Linked DNA regions of Gossypium hirsutum: region 1 is linked to region 2. Evidence: chromatin contacts called from public Hi-C data. All regions are on one chromosome and are shown on one strand. The core of a region is the stretch at or near the end of the contact, and the rest is flanking DNA. Distances in the headings are between cores, read along the strand shown.

Region 1 (4,284 bases), core at 1,443-3,942, 220 kb after region 2:
CATTTATCATACTTGCAATTTCATATATCATAACATAAACATTAACATATTATACTAAACTTGACCGAATACAAACATGCTCATAAGCATATATAAATCTCTCTTTTATCATGCATGATTCATGTATTCATCTCAAGTATATACTTACCTTACTTTCATACTCATATAACTTAGCACGTACCTGAACCTTTTAGCTCAATTTCACATTTGATCTTAACTCAATGTTGCCTGTTGAACTATTTGGAATTAATAAGGATACTCGAATACTCGAAAAGCTCATACAACACCAACGTCCCAGACGTGGCCTTACATGTAATTGCATATTGGTGCCACTGTCCTAGATAGGGTCTTACACGAACTCATATACGATGCCGATGTCCCAGACATGGTCTTACACGTAAGTCACAAATCGATGCCAACGTCCCAGACGTGGCCTTACACGAAATCACATATTGGAATCCTATGTCATGACATATGTATCCTAACTATTTCTAAGGTTCGTACGGGGTTTTCGAACGTCGTAAACCAATCGATTCCATCTCGTGTATATTTCTCCCATGCTTATACTAATTCGGCATCAACATATATATGGGTAATAATTTAATTCAGCACATATATTACATAAACATTCGAATTTAACGAGATTTATTTACTTTTGAACTTGCCTCGGACAAAGACAAACGAACCGGAACGACTATTCGACAACTTTAGATTTCCCCCGATCCAAATCTGATTTCCTCTTTTCTTGAACTAATTCAATATAAATTTGACTTATTTAATCATATATTCATTCAAATTCATCCAAAAACACGTAAATGAGAAAATTACACTTTTGCCCCTAATATTTCATATTTTTTACAATTTAGTCACTATTTCACAAAACACGAAATATTCAAAATTTCACCACACCCATGCTTGGCTGAATTTTAATAAGGTCCCTAGCAGCCCATATTAAAATTCCCTAGCAGCCCATTTCTTTCATTTATTTCACATTTGACCCCTCAATTTACAAAATTTACAATTTAATCCCAAATAGGCATTTTTACTAAAAATCACTTAATTAAACATGATAATATATTAACACCTATTTATTTTTCATCATCAAGCTTTCAACAATGGGAAATCTCAAATTCATCATCAATTCTAAAAATTAAAACATGGGCTAGCTAAAACACGAAATAATGATCTCAAAAATGTAAAAATTATCAAAAACCAAGCTTAACACTTTGAAGAATGCAAGGGCCGAACATTTAAAACTCTTTTATTTCTCTTTCTTTTGAAGTTTCGACAACCAAGATGAACACATGCATGTTTTGTTATGTTTTATTTTTATTTAATATCATTTTAACACATAATTTACTAAATTAACCTTTATAAATTAATTTGAAAACATTATAATCAATGTCCATAACCGTCCATGCATGTTTCCAAAGGTCAAATTACATCTTAAGGACTCCACATTATAAAAACAATAGCAATGTAGCACTTTAACAATTAGCTAGTCACTTTTACATTTTACGCGATTAAGTCTTTTTATTAAATCGAACACTCAAACGATAAAATTAAATCACGAAAATTTCACACATAAATTAACATGCTGTAGACACCAAAAATAATATTAAAATATTTTTTTAACTCAGATTTGTGGTCCCGAAACTACTGTTCTGAATAGAGTCTAAACCGAGTTGTTACAGTGAATAACTAGGAAAGGTCTTTGCTCATTGTCTAGTAAGGACCTTCACGAGGTGTGTGTTTGGCAGGGTTTCCAGTACAGGATGGTAAAGGCCAATGAATCTTGGCTAGATTTATAACCAAAGACAAACTATAAAAGGGATACAAATTAACTTAATAAATTTTGTTTTGGTAATTTTGTTACAAGGATTAAAGGTAAGAGTTGTTTAAAAATTGAATCGGATATTGATATTATTTTAAATACTTGAATATATGTACGTTAAATTAACAGCTCAATTTTGATTTTTAGCATGCACAGTTAATTGTCGGATTTTACTGTGGCATTGGGGGCAATTTTTTTTTTTAAATCATTGGGTAGGTTTGATTAATTTGATGGCACATACTTGGCAATAGCCTTAAGGGCTACAAAAGCATAGCCAGAGACAATAGATATCAACTTCACAAACTTGCATGACAACTCCTAATAATGTATTAAAAACCCTTCTATCCCCTTTCCCCTAAGGACATATATTTTAATGCCTTGCTGTTAAATATGGAAATGGACTGGACCAGAACTCATAACTATAGTCGACAGCGGTACCTCACACTTTCAATAAAAAAAAGAAGGACAAAGAAGAAATTGCATCTCCTTCGATATGCCCCCATCAACCCATCACTGTTTCCATGAATCTAAATTCATTTTAATTCCTTTATATATTTATATATATAACTATATCTTTTATGTGGATGAGTTGTCGAGATATGCCTGCTTGGAGTGCATTACATCGTAGCAACGTCCAAGTGGCGTGGAAATTAATAATGGAAGAAGATATCTAGCTAAAAACAAAAGGGGAGGGAACGATGGGGTCATAATATATATATATACAAAAATTTACTTATTTATGATTATTTATCAAGCCTTCATTAAAATGTCTACTGCCATGCATATTGGTCAGTAATAAGTCCCCACAAGAGCTTATCAAAATGAAAAGATCTATGACTATTATATGTATATAAAATATGGGGATGGTCCCCCATGTATTGATTGATGGTACATTTTAATTAGTCGACGGGTGTTCTATTACTTTTGGGTACTCCTTTTCTTTTTCTCTTTTTTTTTTTTGTTGGGGGTGGGGGTTGATTAGATCTATACAATGAAAATCGTTTTTTTTGGTATTTGAAAGAAAATTTTACTGTGACTAGTTGTTAACAGTCGTGTCTAAAAACCAGGTGTTACTTTTAAAACAATTAAGGGTTTAGGTAGATAATTAATGAAGGAATTTCATGTTTTAATCATATTAGGTTGTTCTTGGCTGGCTCCTTTTATAGACTTTACTTGTATGGCCGTTTGGAAATTATAAACATAAATATAATCGCACAATTGGATTTATTTATTAAGCTATTTCCCTTTTTTTAATGGAATGAAAGGGAAGGAGATTTGTGGAATGGTTTATTTGCCGAGAGTCATAAAGAAGATTCTCAAAGTTGAAGAAGACGAGAACTAAGATTAGAGGAATTTAAAAGAAACATTTATAGATTACATGATATCTCCCGATTGGTGGATTTTTAATAAAGTCTTATAGTCCAGTTCTTTCTCATTAGGTTGATGATGTGGTTTGATGAGGCATGATTATTGGGACTATGTGTGACAAGTGACAGTGATCTCGTTGGTGAGCTTGGAGAGGCCTGCTGACTTGGCGTGGCCTTGTTCTTCAGCGAGGTATAGCCTAGTGAAGTATATCCAACAATTGTTTCCCCATTAAGGCAAAGGTTATAAAGTGACCTCTTTTAAGAGCAAAGGGTATTGGCGAGGTACTTAGAAATGTGGTGCAATGTCACTATTGTGTGTAAATAATGCAAATGTGCAAGTGTACAAGTAGAGAGTATTTTTGCTGTTGAATGATAAAGGTTGGAATTACTCAGAGAATATTTTCATAACAAAATAATGCCTTGGCAAAGATACGACTAAACTACTTCCCAGATATTTACTACTACAGTTTACTTCTTTCGAGAGTAAAACTCTAATTATTATTCGGAATCTACAAAATAATAACCCAATTAACGTTCTATACTTATACAGATAGCATCTTCTATGTCTGAAGTGCTGTGAATATTCTTTTGAGTACTCACCTATATCAATCAATTAATAATCTGATGTATTTAACCCATTCAGATTCAAATCTATTTGAGTTCATAACATGCAATCAACTATATCTAGAGCTTAGATGCATTCTTAATAAACAAGAATTGAATGAAACAATAAATTTAATCACAAGCATATCATGGGAATTACAGTTAATTAAATATTCACCCAAATAATTCCAACCCAAAGATAACTAGCTCATGGGTTGGGCAATGAAATCCAAAATTAATTCATTCACCAACATACTTCAAGTTTCACGAATCACATAATTCAAAACCAAGAAAACAAAACAAAGGTAGGACTACAAGAAGTTCTTGCTGCACTCTAACATCTTATCCAAATTGTATGTAAAACCCAACGTAGATTTCTCTTCCCTTTCTTCGCGTCTCTGATCTCCCCTTCTTGAGCTGCTCCTTTCTTCTTCTTTTCTAAATTACTTCATTGTATTCTGTTGCAAAGAGAGTGACTAC
Region 2 (4,516 bases), core at 1,984-4,483:
TTTTCCATCACCTCTTTACCCAAATGAACAACAAGAAATTAATGGATTTTTCTTTGTTTTTAACTTAGCATGATAGACTCAAGATTATATAATAATAATAAAATTAAGTTTTATAGACAATTAATAAATATGAGTTATTTTAGTTGATTTCATTAAGAATAATCTCAAAACAAAAAAAATTAGAAGGAGATGAAATTAATTAATTTCAATGTTCAAGCAACAAATCGGTTGACATTATCAATGGATAAAAAATTTTCAACAATTTATTTAATTGATTTTGATGCTTTGAAATTTAATATTTCAATATTAAAAAAATAGACTTTTTGACAATGGGATAAACAAATACAATTTGACAATTTTTTAATGCATTATTTTAGTTTCTACCACTTTTTTACTTTAATCCTTAATTTTTTTTTACCCCAACCAATACTTCAAAAAGGATATTTTTTTTATAACCAAAATGAAAGTAACCTAGAAGTTGGGTGACCAAAATAAAAGTGTAAACATAATGTGGAATATATAATCAACCGCCGTTAGAGATTTAATAGTTAGGTGATGAAATTGCAAGAATTTCATTTTGAGTGATCAAATTGAAAATGCACTAAAAATTAAGTGACCAATTGAATATTTTACCGAAAAATTTAATGACCTCAACATGTCTAGTGTAGACGCAAATTAACCAAAAACTTGAAATGACCCAAACAAGTAATTTGAAAAACTCAAGTGTCAAGCCTAAAGGCTAAAAGGAATAAATCTCAAAATTATACATAAATATTGATATATTATGCGATTTGATATATGAATTTTGATTTGGTGTAATTATACACATGAAACCTTGATTGTGGTTGAAATATATACATAAAACTTTAGTTGATTCAATTATACACATTTAAATAAATACAACAAATCATTTTTATATTAGATAAATATAATTATTTCTATATGCAATATATAAATATAAAATGATGTTATATAAATACTAGTGCTAATAATTTATGAGAACTGAATTAAAATAAAATTTCATTATAAAATTACACAAGAATAAAGTTAATGTATAAAATTATACATTAGATTAAAATTCATGTATAATTTTAAAATTTATCCCAACCTAAACAAACTCAAACTTGACCTAAAATTAAAATTGATCCAAACTAAATATGAAAAATATTGGTTCGAATTCAAAATCATTAAAAAAAAAACCTTAAAAACTTAAATTTACTCCATCCAAACTGATGCAAATCAAAATAATAATATGAGAAATGGGGTATCCTTATCTGGTCAAGTAAGCATCCCAAGGGGGGTACCTAAATAATCTTCTGTGATTCTTCACAATCATTTTGTAGATAATCTGAAGACATCTCTCAGATTCTTCGAGTTGTCAAAAACAAGAGGCTCAGCAAACTCCTTGGAAAAGGAGAGAAGAAAAACACTGTTTTAAATTCCCTTGTACCAAACAATAGTTAGGAGCCTATATCTCAAATAAAGTCAAATTATGCTTCAACATAAGAATTAGTTACTACAATTTCCCCATTTACTTTTATATTATCATGAATTAATTTAAAATAATTAACAATGTTAATTATTACAGATAGCTTTCTTAATCCTTTCAAACATAAAATAAAAAATTAAAAAGATATCATGTCAACATAATAAATTGAAAGGAGTGTTATTTAGAAAATAAAATAGATCATCATTTTACCAAATAATGATATTACAAAAGTAAAATCATCAAATTATGTTAAATTAAATTATATTAATTAAATCGCTAATAAAATTTAGATTCCATGATAAAATTGAGGTTTTGAAAATTTTAAAATTTTAAATTTAAATATTACTTATATAAATATATAAAATTTTGTTAAATTGATTATTTAATTCAATGTTTATAATAATTGTTTGTATAGGATCGGTTATAACTTTAAAATAAAAATAGAAACATAGTATAAACATGGAAAAATAGGAAGTTGGATAATGAGGACTGATTTTGATGGTTGTAAGATAGTGGTACAAAAATGGTAAAAAAGAACAGTACCATATCTAATGAAGGTCGTTTTAACTGGACATTCACATGGGTCTAATTTGATTTGTCTCCTATGCAACACCAATCCGACAATAGGATTATATGGCTATCTGCTAGACCGTAAAACTAGCTGACAACTCTTTTTCATTGCATTATTATTATCTCAGCTTTTTCTTTCTGTTTTTGGGGGTGAAATAAGTGAAAGAAAGAAACCTATGCATATTTTTACGTTGTTCAAGATATTTGGTCAGTGACACATGCAAAGTTGACGCCTGCCTTTTACAAACAAACACGAGATTTTACATTGTCTTTGTGGGAAAGATTTTACTTCCAACTTTTTATTTAGAAAAAAGATTTAAGTTGTAATCATAAATCAAATCAAAATACTTGTGATTATATATAATAAAAAAATTGTATTGAGAGATGTAGTTGTCTTTCTTGTTGATAGCTCGTGTATGAAATATAAACTAAAAATTTCATATTTGAATCCTTTTAGTTTGGTATAATTTGATTTTTTGTAATGTTAGTAAGCTGCTACTTATTAGTGTTAAATGGATGATATGGTTTCCATTTTTGCTATTTGTTTAATCAAAAGTAAATTTATAGGTTAATGGAACGCTTAATATTGTTTTTATTTTTTTTTTAAAAAGGTCGTGGTATCACTTCCAGAGCATAGTAAATAATATTATCAATTTAGATAATATTATAAAACTGACCAATATTCCTTAAGTAAGATTTCAGGTAAATGGAGAAAATAACTCACCAGAGTTTTCCTCAAATAACGGGATTTAACCTACTTTAACTTTGAATTTAGTTGGAGACCTTGTAGGTTTAGAGAATTTAAGAAAATAATAATAATAATAAAAGTAGAGGGATTAAATTATATTAAATTAAAATTTTAGCATAATAAACTAATAAAAAAAACTAGTGAGAAATTACTAATTGCATATTTCTACGTTTTGGGTTTTTGATATAGTTGTAGGTTATTTTTTATTTGTATTAAGACAAAACATTAACAATAATAGAATTAAATTATGTCAGAAAATATAAAAACTAAAATTTTAAAGATAATATATATGTACATATATATTTTTATTTTCACATAATGTAACATCAACGTCGTCGAAAAAGTGAGTGATTATTATGATCGGACGGCTAATAGTTATGTGGATGCTGTTGGGCCTAATCTTGGGTCCACCACACATGTGGCCGCGTGGCCCTTTTCTTTCGGTTTGATAGAAGTCAACTGTGTCTGTTTGAGGGCCCAATTGCAAACTTCTCAAAACTTTCGATACCGACGAAATTTATTTAAACATTTTGTCTTGCCTTCTACTATATATATATATTCATCATCGACATTTCCCTAAAATGGAAGACCACCAATTTGCCGAATGGCCCATCTTGAATAAAATTTATCTACTTTTAATGTAAAGGTGTTCATAGTCAAGTCATATTCGGTCCTAATCCATATATAGAATTAACATCATACATAATTGTTCATGTCGGATCCCCATATACGCCTCAAATTTTGCCTTATATCTCTTTCAAGATAGCCCAAACCCATTTAAGTCGGTTATATTATTTTGTTCTTTTTAATATATATTCTTTTTTATATTAAATAAATTTTATATTTTAATTTTATTTAAAATTTAAACATGAGCTTAAACATATTTTTAATATTTACATTAAAATATTTTATATTTAATTCTCATATGATATAAATTACATACTATATAAAAATAAAGAAAATAATATATTATACAATTAAAAAACAAATTTGGCCTAGCTTGAGTGTTGACTACTAAAGTTCAAGTTCGATTCATATTTTAAACAAATTTATATTTTTCACTTAAGTTAAATTTTTGGGTTTAATGTTTTTGACAAAACCCTTCCAATTATTAAGCGAGCTTCAAGCTTGGACAAGTAGCTCAATCCTTAAACATGTTTATAATTTTAGGATAATAAAAATTATATTCAATTAGAGATAACACAAACACCTCCAAAATTATAAAATATGAAAAGTTATTTTATTAATTTTAATCAAGATTGATATCATGAATTAACTGAGATTAATTCAATCATTGAATTTATCAAAAAAATTTCGTCCTCTGAAAAAAAACTCAATCAAACAATAATTGCATAAGAACAATGATATTATTTGAACTTTTATATTTAAATTTACCTAAACCTTCCCTCTAAAAATACTAAAATTTTGGTGTTTTTATTCAAGTGGCCTAGATTAGAATCGCTTCGATTTTTATTTTTAATTCATATATTTTCTTTATTTTTAATCCATATTTTTAATAATAATTTTTTTATTTATATAGATAAACTAATAAATATGTAATATTTTGATATAAATATTTTTTAAATATAATTTTTATATGTTAAATATTTATTATTTTTATCTACATTGTGAGTCATTGTGAGTATGGTAAATTCTAATATTATAAAATTAAAATATTATTTTATTAAATATATTTTTATATTTATTTT

The links. A called contact is a pair of places that touch in the nucleus more often than the background predicts.
Region 1: a Hi-C map of leaf shows a contact between it and region 2, with 2.6 times the contacts expected there. The contact joins two enhancer-like sites. A contact is called at or near these places in 2 of 34 Hi-C or Micro-C datasets (hypocotyl and leaf).

What each region holds. Positions count from the first base shown.
Region 1 is chrA06:33,194,104-33,198,387 of Gossypium_hirsutum_v2.1, forward strand. No RefSeq gene overlaps it. Among protein-coding and RNA genes, the nearest start is that of LOC121231679, 64 kb to the right of the region's middle. Within about 2 kb of position 2,693, at least 3 of the 9 cell types and tissues checked have an H3K27ac peak or open chromatin away from gene starts, as enhancers often do. A contact at or near this core is called in hypocotyl and leaf, where this site is marked.
Region 2 is chrA06:32,978,183-32,982,698 of Gossypium_hirsutum_v2.1, forward strand. No RefSeq gene overlaps it. Among protein-coding and RNA genes, the nearest start is that of LOC121231217, 140 kb to the left of the region's middle. Within about 2 kb of position 3,234, at least 3 of the 9 cell types and tissues checked have an H3K27ac peak or open chromatin away from gene starts, as enhancers often do. A contact at or near this core is called in hypocotyl and leaf, where this site is marked.